Linked DNA regions of Zea mays: region 2 is linked to region 1. The links are chromatin contacts, called in public Hi-C maps. All regions are on one chromosome and are shown on one strand. Each heading gives the region's core, a stretch centred on a gene start, on an enhancer-like site or on the middle of the called end of the contact. The rest is flanking DNA. Distances are from core to core; before and after follow the strand shown.

Region 1 (7,476 bases), core at 2,524-5,023:
GCTATCGGAGCAATCAGAGAGGCAGTAGTCACATGCGGTCATGAAGTCCCGCATGGCACTGGGGTTATCGAGCCCGGAGAAATCCCAACCAGAGTCGGGCTCGTCGTCTTCCTCGGAACCCAGAGGCCCGTAGGTCGAGACGGCCGTCAGCCGGTCCCAGGGTGACCGCATATGATACCCCGGAGGATTTGGACATGCCTTTATGAAAGCGTCCACCGAAGCGGGGTCGCTTGGTGGGTCGCAACTAGATCTAAAAGGCATGGAACGGGAAACGGACGGTACCTCTTGATCGACGGGTGGTGACGAAGTCGCATCAGGGGCGGACCGCACCGTTGTCTCAGGTACGAGGCTAATGCCCAGCATGTCCTTCGCGAGCGTGCTGGCGTCGTCCGTCTGCTTGGAGTTGGCGTGTTGCGGGGAAACAGCGCTCGTCTTCGTCTCAGACGCGAGGTCGACGCCCGACGCGTCCCCCGCTGGGGCGCCGGCGCCGTCGACTCGCTCGACAGCCAACGAGGTGCCGCCTCCTGCTTGGCCGTGCCTGCCCCGCCTCCTCCTCCGTCGGCGGGGAAGGTGACGGGACAGACCCGGATGTTGCTCTTCCGCCACGAGGCGAAGACGTCGTCGACTCTGTCACCGGCGGGCGGGCTGACGGCCGCCATTGTCGTTGTCGCGCGGCGGAGGAATGAGTATCATGTCGTAGCTGCCGTCGAGGGTCATGAACTCCAGACTCTCGAAACGAAGCATCGTCCCGGGTTGAAGAGGTTGCTGGAGACTGCCCATCTGGAGCTTGACGAGAAGCTGTTCGTCAACACGCAGCAGGCCCCTACCTGGCGCGCCAACTGTCGGCGTTTCGACCCCGGGGGGTCCCTGGACCGACGAGTAAATTGTCGCCGCGTGTCCCAACCCAGATGGGTCGGCGCGAGACGGAGCACAAAGGGGGGTGAGAAACAGCAAAGGGGAAACCCGCGGCCTTCGTGTTGTCCTACGCCTAGGTCGGGTGCGCTTGCAGTAGGGGGTTACAAGCGTCCGCGTGGGAGGGAGAGAGAGGGAGAGGGAGCCCTGTGCGTCGGCCCGTTCTCCCGCACGGCCAACCTTCTCGTACGAGAGCCCTGGACCTTCCTTTCTGTAAGGAGAGGGCCCAGGTGTACAATGGGGGCTGTAGCAGTGTGCTAACGTGTCTAGCAGAGAGGAGCTAGAGCCCTAAGTACATGCCGTCGTGGCAGCCGGAGAGGTTTTGGCGCCCTGTTCATGTGATGTCGTGGCCGTCGGAGGAGTGCTTGAGCCTTGTGGAAGTACAGCTGTCGGGGCTGTCGGATCCTTGCTGACGTCTCCTTGCTTCTGTAAGGGGCTGAGAGCCGCCGTCGTCATGGAGCACGCGGGGTGCCATCATTACTTGTTTACCGGGGCGAGCTAGATGGGACGCCGGTCTTGTCCCCCGTAGCCTAAGCTAGCTGGGGGTAGGGTAATGATGGCCTTCCCTGTGACGTGGCGGGTCCGAGCCCGAGGTCGGGCGAGGCGGAGGCTCCTCCGAGGTCGAGGCTGAGTCCGAGCCCTAGGGTCGGGCGAGGCGGAGTCCGTCTTCCGATGTCGAGGCTGAGTCTGAGCCCTAGGGCGGGCGAGGCGGAGTCCGTCTTCAGGGGTCGAGGCTGAGTCCGAGCCCTGGGTCGGGCGAGGTGGAGACCGTCTTCCGAGGCCGAGGCTGAGTCCGAGCCCTGGGTCGGGCGAGGCGGAGACCGTCTTCCAAGGCCGAGGCTGAGTCCGAGCCCTGGGGTCGGGCGAGGCGGAGTCCGTCTTCTGGGGTCGAGGCTGAGTCCGAGCCCTGGGTCGAGCGAGGCGGAGCTTCCCATGGCTCCCGAGGCTGGACTTAGCTGCTGTCAGCCTCACTCTGTCGAGTGGCACAGCAATCGGAGCGGAGCAGGCGGCGCTGTTTTCCTGTCAGGTCGGTCAGTGGGGCGGCGAAGTGACTGCGTTCACTTCGGCTCTGTCGACTGAGGAGCGCGCGTCAGGATAAGGTGTCAGTCGATCCTTGCATTAAATGCTCCTGCGATACGGTCGGTTGGCGTGGCGATCTGGCCAAGGTTGCTTCTCCGCGAAGACTGGACCTCGGGCGAGCCGAAGGTGTGTCCGTCACTTGAGGGGGGCCCTCGGGCGAGACGTGAATCCTCCGGGGTCGGCTGCCTTTGCCCGAGGCTGGGCTCGGGCGAGGCGAGAACGTGTCCCTTGAGTGGACTGAGTCTTGACATTAATCGCGCCCATCAGGCCTTTGCAGCTTTGTGCTGATGGGGGTTACCAGCTGAGATTAGGAGTCTTGGAGGTACCCCTAATTATGGTCTCCGACAGTAATATTCCTTAAGATACATGACATTTATATGGGTTGTACATGCTCTGACATATCTAACGGATCATGTTATACAAACATACAACCAAACATAAGATAGTGTATGTTATTAACTAGACCGGCTAGAGCCAATCTCAATAGATGTGAGTCAGACTCAGACTCAAACATACAGACAATCAATCAGGTCTTTCACCTCTTCTATTTCTCAATCCACAGCACACACCACCAATAACCATGGGTGTGTTTAGATCGTGGACTCCCAATCAGCTGCCTGCGAGACATTCATTTCTAGCTCTCGCGCGTCCGAAATCGGTGGCCTGGGACGCTAAGCAGATCCGATGAGGGCCGAACCAAATATGCAATGCCTCATCATGTAGGGCATGTTTGGTTTGTGGCTAAATGTGCCACACTTTGTCTAATGTTAGTCATTCGAATTGAATAACTAACTTTAGGCAGAAAAGTTAGGCAAAGTGTGACAATTGAGGTAACGAATCAAATATGCCCGTAATCTCTCGTATTGATATGACTTCTCTTTCTCTAGCACGGTTGGTGGTTGTTTGGTACTGACACTACGTGGAACCAGAATCGAGATAAGATTGCCCAGGACTGACTGATACGCAAACGGAGCAAAAGCAGACTGTGTCCATAATTACCCTGACCAAGCTGATGGAACCGGCGGGAGTAATGAATACAACAACCTGGCGCGAAGCAGCACGCACCGTGTTCACTGATGAAGCGAAGCGAGGGCAGATCTGCGCGAGATCCGGGCGGCCCGCCAAATCCCCGGGGGCCGGGGCGGCGCGCGGCACAGCGGTGCACCACAGAATCGGGGCCGGAACAGCGAATCCGGGCGGATGCAGCACAGCAGCAGTACGCGCTACGCGGCCAACCCAATCCAATCGAAGCGAAGGCGCAGCACACGGCATCTTCTCTTCCTTCCTTCCCAGCTCCCACCCCCGCCGGCTTTCTCCCTGATTTGTGATTTTCCCACAACGCCGCAGAGTGAGGCTGAGGCTACGGCAGGGCAGCCAGCCAGCAGAGAGCGCACCGTCACCGCGCACCACGCGGCCGCCTGCTACAGGCTGTACTGTTCTGGTCCGGCAGCACCCACCCGGCCACCCCTCACTCGGTCACTCCGCAGTCCGCACTCTCCCTTTCCTTTTCAGGAATCATCTACCTCGCCCGCTTGGCACCATCCCTACGCTACGCCTCGTCTACTGCCTGCTGTCATGCTGTGCGTGGGTGGGCGGGCCCCGCCGCGCCGTTCCGTGTGGCGAGGGGAGCATAAACAATGACTGACTGGGCCGGCCGGCCCCGTAGCCATTCGTCTGCCTTTCCCTCTCCCAGTTTCCGTTTTTTTAATGCTTTGTTTACTCGCGGGGATCATGGGGTAATCGCGTGGGCCGTGCCTGGCTGGGTTTATTTATGCCGACCTGCCAATTGGAGCAAATCCCCTTTCCTGCCCCTCCCCCTCCGCCTTTCCTCTCTCTCGCTCTCCTCCTCTCCTCTCCTCTCCTTCCGCATCACACACCACGACTCCCAACCGCCGGTTGGCTTTGCTGCTCCGAGCTCTTCCACACCCGCCCTCTCTCTTGTGGGTCGGCGGCCGAGTGTCTGCGTCGTCCACGGAGATCAGGGATCGGCGGCGGGGTATGGCGAGGGAGCGTCGGGAGATAAAGAGGATAGAGAGCGCGGCGGCGCGGCAGGTCACGTTCTCCAAGCGCCGCCGCGGCCTCTTCAAGAAGGCTGAGGAGCTCTCCGTGCTGTGCGATGCCGACGTCGCGCTCATCGTCTTCTCCTCCACGGGAAAGCTCTCCCAGTTCGCCAGCTCCAGGTGCGTAGTATACAGTAACACAGTATGCAGTTCCCTTCCCTGCCCAGCGTCCGTCTACCCCTTCCTCACTTCCACCCCCACGGCGCCATGTTTCGTTAGATCTAGCAGCTGTCCTCCCTCCACGCCTTCCGACTTGTAACTCGTAAGATCCCGGGCCTTTTTAGGGTTCCCGCTGTTCTCTACTCTACCTAGAGTTCACGCGATGATGTCCATCGTTTCGGATCCAACTTTTTACACGTGAGTATGATGTTTTGGGTTAGGTCTGATGAGGGCGCGCACTTCGCTGCGTCTGAGTGTCCATATCGAAATGGGAGCACTGGGGATTTTTTAATCTATATATATTTTAACTGTAGTTTCTACATGTGCTTGCATATTATTTTTTTGATTCCTTTTTTCCGATTGGGCATTTCCATTGTCTCCTGCCAGCACTGTGGCATCTGTTATTTGCTGTGCGTATCAGTGTGTATAGAGTTAATTGCGTTTGGAGGTGTGCATCTTGCCAGTTCTGCGGTGTGGGGGTGGGGGTAAAGGTCTCCTCTGCCAATTGCGTACGATTGTCCTTGTGATTTTATGTGGTGCTGGGTGCCGTTGCATTACCTAGCGATCAAAAGAGGGTTCTCGTGCTTTGTGCGATTCTGTATTGCTGCAACTAAGGCCTGTTGGTTGGACTTATTATAGAACTTCGTATTTCTTGCTCAATCATGTGCTACCTACTTTACTGTTGGTTGATTTAAAGTCTGTATTGGCTAAATCATGTGCCATCACTGTTGTATAATATGATTTTTTTGTGTCGTTAAATCATGTGCCACTCTTTACATGTCAGTTTCTCATCGAGTCTTTTGGCTCCCTCTGCTGGAAGGGAGCCTTCCCAAGAGGCCAAGACTAATCACTTTTGCAGTGCCTAATGTTATGCTCGAATGCTTGTTATATGATATATACCCCACTTTATCCAGCTTCTGTCGCCTAAGGTAGAATGTGATTATTGTTGGGAATAACTTTTGGACTTTAGAGTTAAGTGTAGGATTCTAACACTGTATATGTTTCAGCATCTTCCAGCATCATATTTGTTTGTGGTCCTCTTCCCAGTAAACATATCTACTAACTACAAGTGATGTCTATCATTTTATTTTAATTTATATGTACAGGAATGACAGTAAGCTACCATTTTCTTTTAATTTGTATGTACAGGAATGGTAGCGGGATTGTTCCTGTAGATGCAAGCTTGTTCCTGTAGATGCATTGATCGGTGATGCGGTTAACCTCTTTTTCAAACGAGAGACTGATATTTTTACACACATTGCAGTGTCATTTTGTCTGATCTACTAGATAAATGGCATTCCTAGCTAGTCTTTTTTTGCACAATTGCAGCGTCATGTTTTGTTAATACTTAGAATCACTTTCCTTTGCTACCGATGCTTTTGTCTTAAGTTTTTAAGTTTGCATCAATTGATTAGCCTGCATGCTATGACCGTCCCATTGTTCAGGTATGAGTGTGGATATGATACTTTGCTTTGCTAGCTGAATTCGGAGCCTTCAAGATTTTAGACAAGAATCAATAGATTAGCATTTGCATAGTGATGTTTAGTTAATGCTGCAACATGCTAAATTGAGATACGTTTGTTAAACAACAAATTTTAACTTAAAATAACTTGACCTGCGGGGATATATAACCTAGGGTATTGTATTAAGGACAACTTCTCACGAGAAAACTTCCCAGCATATGTGAATATTGAAGCAGGTTGCTTTATATCATTCATATAAAATGTATTATTTTGGGTTCACCTTATGGAAGCAGGTCCTATTGCTGAATTTGAGTCCTCTCTCTATACCTATATTTAAAAGAGAGAAGGGATGTGCCGATTGATGTTCTTGAGGTGCAAAACTATAGGAGTTTAACTTGAAAATAATATGCAAATAGAAGTTGTTTATTGTGTTGTCGCCTGTTTTGCTTGTTGCCCCGCTAACCCATGATAATATGCTAACTAGCTATTTACCCACCCCACTGAATAGTGCCTTCTTTATCTTTCGTTTGCCTGGTTTGTCACTATTGAAGGGTGTGATCAAATTGACTTTTTTTTCTTCTTAGTTAACATAGGGTTTCATTGACCCTTTAGTCTGAACCTATTACTGACTCTTGTTTTAGATAATCTCTTCCCATTGACGCTTTCTGAATATCTCAACTACTGTGTCATACTGCTGTTTACTTCTGACGAGTGAATATCGCCAACAATGAAAGGAGAGATCTTTATTGTGTATATAGCTAGGAAGATTTACCTACTTTAAGTTGTGCCTTTGGAGATCTTTATTGTGTATATAGCTAGGAAGATTTACCTACTTTAAGTTGTGCCTTTGGGGGATTATACTATCAGCCTCGAATTACAAACATGGTTTCATTTTAGCATCTAATTCCATTTTCGCTTTATTGATTGGTTATAGCATGTCATGGTACTGACATTTCCTTCCCTTTGACAGTATGAATGAGATCATTGACAAGTACAGCACACATTCTAAAAACCTGGGGAAAGCAGAACAGCCTTCACTTGACTTGAACGTATGTAGAGATCTTCTCTAATGTAATGCTAGGTAGTTTGTACTACGTAGTACCTGGAAACCCATGAAAACGACCTACACAACGTGGGGGATATGTTGCAAATTGGGTCATTTTATGTCAAAGGTCTGTCTGTTAAATTATCATATAATATGTGCTGTCTTTATCTGGGTTATTAACATTGAAATTTTGTTTCACTGAAATACATTTTAAAATAACTCGATTTGTTTCAGCTGTGCAATAGTTGCTCCATGACCTGCAGAATGGTCAAATTATATTTTTTTTTTGGCCTTGCCTTGAATCATCTATGAAACACTATGCAATTATCCTTTGTATAACTCCTTTATTTTCTTTAATCGCTTCATGTAAATAACGTTATCCCCATACTATGAAGTGGACATCATGTTAATCTACAATATTATGTTGATGGATCGTTATTTATAAACTATATTTTTATATAATTTTTTAATCCAACATGATTTTTAAGACATTCTTGAACTCTATATTGGTTTTGGAGATAAAACCTTCGAACATAAAGCATGTAGTTGAGAACTTGCAATAAATGAGACTTATATCTTTAAAAAACGGCATAAACCTCTTGTTGTGTGGCATACTATCATGTTAACTTTGTTGCTGATATTGATAGTTGTGACATATCTTTTCAGTTAGAACATAGCAAATATGCAAATTTGAATGAGCAACTTGTGGAAGCAAGCCTTCGACTCAGGTATATCTGGTTTCTTGTTTATAGATGCT
Region 2 (7,476 bases), core at 1,392-3,891, 200 kb before region 1:
TGGTGCAAAGTCAATGAACATGTCTGATGTGTATACAAAATATGATGCACCAAAAACGACTTGCCTTGCTCAGAACAGATAGTATGTCGACGTATCCTGCGTTGCAGACGAGTTGCAGACGAGTGTGAGAGGTCATACACTCACCAAACATGTCAAGTGATGCACCAGATAAGGTATCCAGAGAGGTTGCAGATGAGTGGAAGAAATAAAGTACTCACCATACGTATCTGGTGAGATGCATGGTACAACCTAAATAGAACACTTAAAGAGGTCAGTAACTATGCACCTAGAGTTTTTTTCTCTTTTAGCTTATCATAGTATATGTGGACTTTTGTTTTTTTTCTCTCTTTTAGCTTATCATCGTATGGGGCAACCTCTTATTTCCTCTATGAGTGCCACCTTTGCTCAACCCTTGGTGTTGACATAACCTAGCTCAATCGCAACACTAATGATAAAGGTTAGTCTATTAATTACCGCTCAATTACCAAAACACAAACATAGGGTTTTCATCTGTCTCCAAGAACTAATGGATCGAGTTGAGATGTTTCTTGTCCCGAGTAAAGAATCATGACCTAAACCCAATGACACTCTAGCATTTTTTTTGGGTTGGATGACTCGTTATTAGGTCTATGTTTATGTCAAAAGGAAAGAGAGGCTCTAGCTCAATAAAAGACCTAAGAGTGAAAAACAAAAGATTAATGGATCTTTAAATAAAGTATTTCTGTCCTAGTAGCATTTGTTATCTCCTTTAAGAACTATATTTATAGCACAAATAATTATTTTTGTCAAATGGCATTTGGAAGGATTTTTTGTCATTACCATTTTATTAAACTTTTGGAATTTTTTTCCTTTTAGCTTAAATCAGCAAACATTATAAATTCAATATTATGCCACCCAAATACGTGATTTTGTTATTTACAAGGTAAAGTTTAGTTAAGATTTTGGATACCAATTAGAAGGACTATACATGAGCTAATTATAAAATAAATTGCATAATTTGTGGCTAATTCTTAATGCAAACTATTATCTCTAATTAATATATGGTTAGCTTTAGTCTTGTACAGTAACATATGATAACTCTAATTAATTGGGTTTGATAGATTTATCTCATGAATTAGCCATCGCTCATGCAATTAGTTTCATAGATAACTCATATTCAGTTTTCTAATTATCATCCAAAATTTAAACTATAGTCCAAAGATCCGACACACTTAGTTCCGAATATATTTTTAAGGTAAAAAAATATATAGGAGTTACAAAAATAACAAACTGAATTCTTTGGTAATGCAAGATTATGCTCACTTGTTTTTTCATTTAGTGTCGAAAAAAGCTCGAACCTCGCAAGTCGGCTCGAGCTCAGAGCGGCTCACGAGCCGAGCCAGGTTTTCAAGCTTGTTAGGCAATGAGCTGAGCCGAGCCGAGCCGCTCTGACTCGCGAGCCGGCTGCACAAAATTAATTAACATACACAATAATGATAGATATTAGATAATTTTATAGATACCTGACTCGTTTCTTAATCTTATAATGACACATTATGATTATTAATAGTCAATAATGGATACATGACATTTATAATTTAGATTTTTATAATGACACATTATGATTATTTATTTCATATTTATAGACTATTAATTCACTATACAATACAAAATTATTTTTAAAGGTACAGCTCGCGAGTAGAGATGGCAACGGGTACAAACCCGCTGGGTTTTGCCATCCCAAACTCGTACCCTGAAAAATATCTATACCCATTAAAAACACGTACCCATGACGGTTTGAAATTTTGTCTAAACCCGTACCCATCGGGTTAGCGGGTACCCATGGGTTACCCGCGGGTTTTATCTCCAATATGCTTGTTCTTCTCATAATCAATAAGTATTGTAATGATTAATGAGATCATGGTCCAAAATTTATGTGATGAACAACAAGTTCATGATTTGGTATAAAAATTATTAGTAGAGAGAATGAAATACAAATAATAAGTTGTATAATCAAGTGACCTTGCACTAAGTTATCCATCCATCACATATATAATGCTAGTAAAAACTAAAATAGCAAGCAAGCAACACTCTCACCAACTATTTATACATTCACCATTTGTAAATTAGGAAGTAAATAGAGAGATAACAAGTTTGTTGTTCGTTTATAAAATAAAATGGCAACATGTACTAGGTTTTGTCGGATTTAAAAAACTCACGAGTTCACGAGTTTGAGTACTGTAGAAACAAACCCGTACACATAAACTCGTCGGGTTAGATTTATGCCCATTAACAAATCCATGGGTATGAAAATTGACTCAAACCTCATACACTAATACGATAAAAACTCATCAGATTTTGGGTACACATTATCATCTCTGCTCACGAGCCAAGCCTAGTCGGCTCGGGAGACGATATCGAGCCGAGGTGAGGCTCGTTTTGAAGTTCGTTGAGTGAGTTGAGCTCAATCACCACATCGAGCCGAGCCGGCTTGGCTGGTTTACGGCCCTACTTCCATTTGATGATTTGGAGATTAGGACCATTTCCAAATACTCAACACGGAGTTTGGCCAAAAACCCAACCCAAAACTGAATGAGACGAACGACCAAACATGAAATCCGGCCCCTTTGCTAGAATCCACCATCCACCCCACGAAATCGTTCCGAAACCGTTCGGTCCAGCGGTCCAGACCAAACATAAACTTCCGGCGCAGCGCACAGCCGCTCGCCGCCGTCCTCCATCCCAATTCCCACACGGAAGCGGAACCTCCCAATTCCGCACCACCATCCCACCGGCGGCCACCGCCGATGGAGATCTAACAGCAGAGCCACTCCTATCTCAACCCAACTGCGCAGATCCACCACCATGGAGACCGAGCGGATCCGGGAGCTCATCCTCCTCACTCTCCGGGCGCCGCCCGCCCGCCTCGCCCTCGTGGGTGGCAACCACACCGCCGCTCGCTTCTGCACCCGCTAAGCTCGCCTCCTCACCATCTTCCGCGCCGGCCTTCTCTTCACCGCCGACTCAAACGGCAAAAGACAGCGCTCTCGCTCAGCTCAGCCCGGCGTCCGCGATGCCGGCTGACATCGTCGTGATCCGTCTCCCCGGCCCGCGCGCCCTCCGCGTGCTCGCGCGCTCCGTGCTCTTTGCCGTCGCGCTGCTCTTCCTGCCATGGCTCCGCCCCGCCGAGGCGCCCGCCCGAGGCCGCGCCGTCGACACGTGCGGCGCAGCCGCGGCCCAGGCGGAGCTCCTGCTGCGCGACCTTCACCAGGAGGGCCTGCCCGTCCACGGAGCCCGCGCCGTCGTCCTCGTCGCCAATGGCGTCTGCGATTCGACCGCACCGAAGCAGGACCTGCGGCGGATGCTGATGATAGGGGAGTCGTCAGTGGACTTTCTGCTGGATTTCGGGTACTTCAACGAAGACGCTGACAGGTTCGCCTTCGCCGATCGGGTGCTCAAGCATGGAGGCATTCTTGCCGCCCCAATTGACTCGTTGAGCGCGTTCAGCTTGCCGCAGAACTACCGCACCATATACATCCACCGCTTCGCTGAAGCTTTTATTGGGGTCAAGAAGGTTGCCCCCGCCGAGGACAACAGCCATGCCGGCACCAGCACCAGAACGGAGCTGCTATCACCTCCTGCCTTTGACCTTAAGGAAGGGGTGTTTTACAGTCGGCCAGATGAGACTACCAATTGTGAATTCAAGAACATGGCGAGGAAGCTCTTACTTTCAGACATCACTGGGACTCCAACGGCATACTCCTACAAACGCAAATTGTTGGTGCAGATGCTCCGTAAGGATCAGGAGAGTTGATTCTGCTTCTTTTATGGAATGTGAAAAGGCTGCAGCCTGCAGCGGCGCTTTTATGGAGTGAAGCTGTTCTAGCTTCCCGGGAGAGCAGCAACATCACATCAGTTATAAACCGACTGCATACACAATGAATACATGGTAATGGACTGGAGTCAGGGAATATTCTTATCAGTTGCAGTCTAGTAGGCTGTGATTTGTACCTCTTGATCTGGTTTGTTCTTGCTGGGTTTTCTTCTCTTTTCAGTTGTTGTTGTTTGCGTGACTTGTAGCTTGGTGATAAGTTTCTCATATGATGTATCATCTGTGTTGATCTATGACGTTCACAGTTGTCTTCTTGACACCATCCATTAGAGGAACAGGCATAAATTTTACTACGGGAAATGGACAGGTAAATATGAAAGAAATGGACAGATTAAAATGAAAGAAAATGGGCAGGTTAAAATGAAATAGATGGATAAATAAAAAAATGGAAAATATGACGTCCTAAAAATCACAAGACAACAGACAAATACAATGGCATTTCAAGCAAATTTGTGATGTTCAGACTTGCAGATAGCACCAATGCACCAGGTCTCCAACAATCACAAGAACTCATATAATGAAGAAACTGTTTGCTGAGGGATGTACAGTATTGTGCAAAAGAGCCGATCTGTTTTTTACAGTTACACAACTGATACACCTTTGTCTTGTATAATGAAGAGGCCATAGAGCCCAAGGAAATGTGGAAAATTTCTGCGCCTTCCCGTCGCCACGGGCTAAACAATGCCACAATGGATCACTTGGGTTGCATATCTTCAGCAGACAGTTTTTTTTTTCTGAGTAGGCTCGGTCTTGATGCTTTGGAAGGAAAGGAACACCCCAGGACGTTCACGCATCGCCATGAAATCTGTCCAGGCAGGTTGTGGATGAGGCATAATACGTGGGTCCGAGTGGGTTTCGGGCAGTTGACGTGACATCGCTTCTGTTTCCTCAATGAGTTAGCGCCGTTCGTGTCGGGCTTTAGGTCGCAAATGAGTTTGTGTGTGTGTGTGTGTGTGTGTGTGTGTGTGTGTGATAGCTCTGTCCGTCTGTTTGCGTTTCACGATCTTCACTGGTAAACCTCGTGCTTACCGCTGAGGAGATTGTAAAGTATTCTTCCTCTTCTAAGGAAAAACGTGCCATGAAACTGTACTGTATGATACCGTATAACTACACGATCAACAAAACTTCCTCCTTTACATTGAAAAGAGACCACATACCAACCCACATCCCTCAGCAGCACCAACAAATGCACAATGTGCAGTAATATATCGTAAACGATCACGAATGGCACAATAGAAACCACAAAACCCCTGAATGGAAGTACGCCAAAGAATTCTGGGCTGAGGGACTCTCAACTCTCAACTCTCAAGTGCCCTTGAGGCTATCCGCACTCATACTACTCTAAATTTCTATACTAAAAAGAATATTCTATCTTAGTCAGCAAAATTCTTTACTCTATAGCACAATCCTCCGCACTCATGTTTACTCTATATCCCAACCCTATACCAATATCATATATTATATTATTTTTTCAATTCTTTTTTATACGCACCTGCAGCCGTCCCACGTACCAGCCAACCAAAAGAGGAGAGAGATTATACAGTTAAAGAAAAGGACGCGCTACATGTGAGGTTCTCCAATGCAACCATAAGTTTACAGTAGTGTGTCCAGTCCATCGTTGCAGCTGCTCACGCGCTATAAATATTTTCAGTCCACCGTTTACAGTCACCGGTTCGGCCAGCCTGATCACAACAACAGGACAGCCCACATGGTTGATACAGTAGCTGCTCACACTGCCCAAGAACACCCTGCACAAAGGAATCGATTCATCAGGTTGCGGCTTCGATTTGATACAGAAAAAGGACAGCAGAAGAAAAGCAGAGTCACTCAAATAGTACATGTAAATAGGCAATGGTCGTCAGGCACTTGTATGTGACCGTCATAAAGTGTTCTCAGACAACTGGCTATCAATCTTCGTAAGACTACAGTTCCATCTGAAAAAAAGAGTGATCACTGATAGGTATCCAGACTGACATCCTAGCAGAAAACTGAGCCGCTGCACAACCCACAACCAGGGCAGTATGATGTTACGTGTACATGATATACACAGAAGAATGCTAAGCCAAAATACTCCGTCTTTTTTATCATGACAAACATATCAAGGGATTTGTAATTGGACAAATGAAGTATTATGTATCGACGTCAACAAGTGATGATATTGATAAAGCATAGCAACAATTTTTCTGCAACTCAACCTGTCAAAATAGTTTCAAACTGTCACCCACACATGGGAGAAGATTTTAAACCAGAACTTCCCTGCAGCTCACGTTGTGTGCTTAAGCAGGAGTTTGCCATTAGCAACAACTCTAAAATATGATGCGCGGCTAGATTGATAGAAAAACAAAGTGATAATATGTAAAACTTTGCTAACTTACCAGGCACATGTCTCGGAGTGGAAGCTAGAGCTAATGTAATTTTCGCGTGCAGTTGGAATTTAAGTTTGGATTTAGCTCTGTTCAGTGTTCACCTTCCTTAAATGTTGTTTCGGCGCCCACAAACATCTCCCTTGCAGGTTGCGCAGCCAGCTCTTTTTCAATGTTGGGTGTAGATCACAATCTATCCACTACTAGTATAGTAGCTCTTTTTCAATGTTGAGTACTTCAGAAACAGCATTGGTAATGGGGAGTTCAGAGCAAAGAAGCCTTCAGGCTTTTGAGAAACAGCATTGGGCTGGGAGACCGACTTCATCGTCTTGTCCGTTGCAGAAATTTGTACCGTAACTATGATGACGAATACATGGATGAATGCACGAAGGCATGACGTCGGCGAGCAGAAACTGGAGTGCTGTAATCCATGCCCGTGTTAACTCCGATCAGATAGATGTTCAGCCTACCTACAGACGCTCGAAAGTGTTGGGTGAGGCGCTCACCGGTTGGTGAGGGTTGTATATGTTGTGGGGCCGGGTCTGCGTTGTCGACTTGTCGCCAGACAGTTCCCAATAGCCAGAGAGCAGCCGTGCAGAAGGAGTGGGCCGCGCTAGCCTGCGAGATACCGCTCTGGGCCTGGGGTAACTGGGATCGGTTGTTATTGGCGCTCTTGTTGTCCTAGCGTCTGGCGATTCATCCACCCGACTAGATTCTAGTGGATGGGAAAATTTTACTACACTGTAATTTCATCTAAGACCATCTCCTACGTACCTGTAACCCTCCCCTACCCCACGTCCAGTGGATTATGAGGTGACAAACACCTCCAATGACCCCCTTACACCAGTACATCACACCCCACATAGCCAGTTAGCCACATAGGGGCTCCACATATGAGGTAAGTTCCAATCTCCCTCATACTTTAATTAATCCATTTCTTTATGATATTAATCTCCTTTAATTACCGTAACCCGAAAACAATGTGTATTATAGCAGTGTGGATAGTCTATGATTTTTTAAACTTCAAAAACTGATGAAAAAAGTCAAATAACTGAATTATAGTATATAGGGGGAGCTAAATAGGGTGAATGGTCGCCCCTAACCCTTCATGCACCTGCCTGAAGTCATTGAACACAACCCAGACATACACCTGCACGCTGTGGGCGAAGCCCGCTGAGCGCAAGCGCTCAACGAACAACTTGTTCATGGCCGTCTCCAGCTCCTTTCTCAAGAAGGCGACCT

Evidence for each region. A called contact is a pair of places that touch in the nucleus more often than the background predicts.
Region 2: a contact with region 1 is called in a Hi-C map of leaf, with 9 times the contacts expected there. The contact joins the promoter of LOC100274066 here to the promoter of LOC542033 in region 1. A contact is called at or near these places in 14 of 25 Hi-C or Micro-C datasets (bundle sheath, ear, endosperm and 5 more) and 1 of 3 datasets of contacts at active chromatin or transcription factors (leaf).

What each region holds. Positions count from the first base shown.
Region 1 is chr4:183,880,274-183,887,749 of Zm-B73-REFERENCE-NAM-5.0, reverse strand. It overlaps LOC542033 (MADS19), which reads left to right and starts at 3,773. Exons shown (of 8, transcript NM_001111678.1): 1 at 3,773-4,172; 2 at 6,645-6,723; 3 at 7,386-7,447. The coding sequence starts at 3,991.
Region 2 is chr4:184,078,112-184,085,587 of Zm-B73-REFERENCE-NAM-5.0, reverse strand. It overlaps LOC100274066, which reads left to right and starts at 2,641. Exons shown (of 1, transcript NM_001148445.1): 1 at 2,641-4,139. The coding sequence starts at 3,053. The coding sequence ends at 3,793.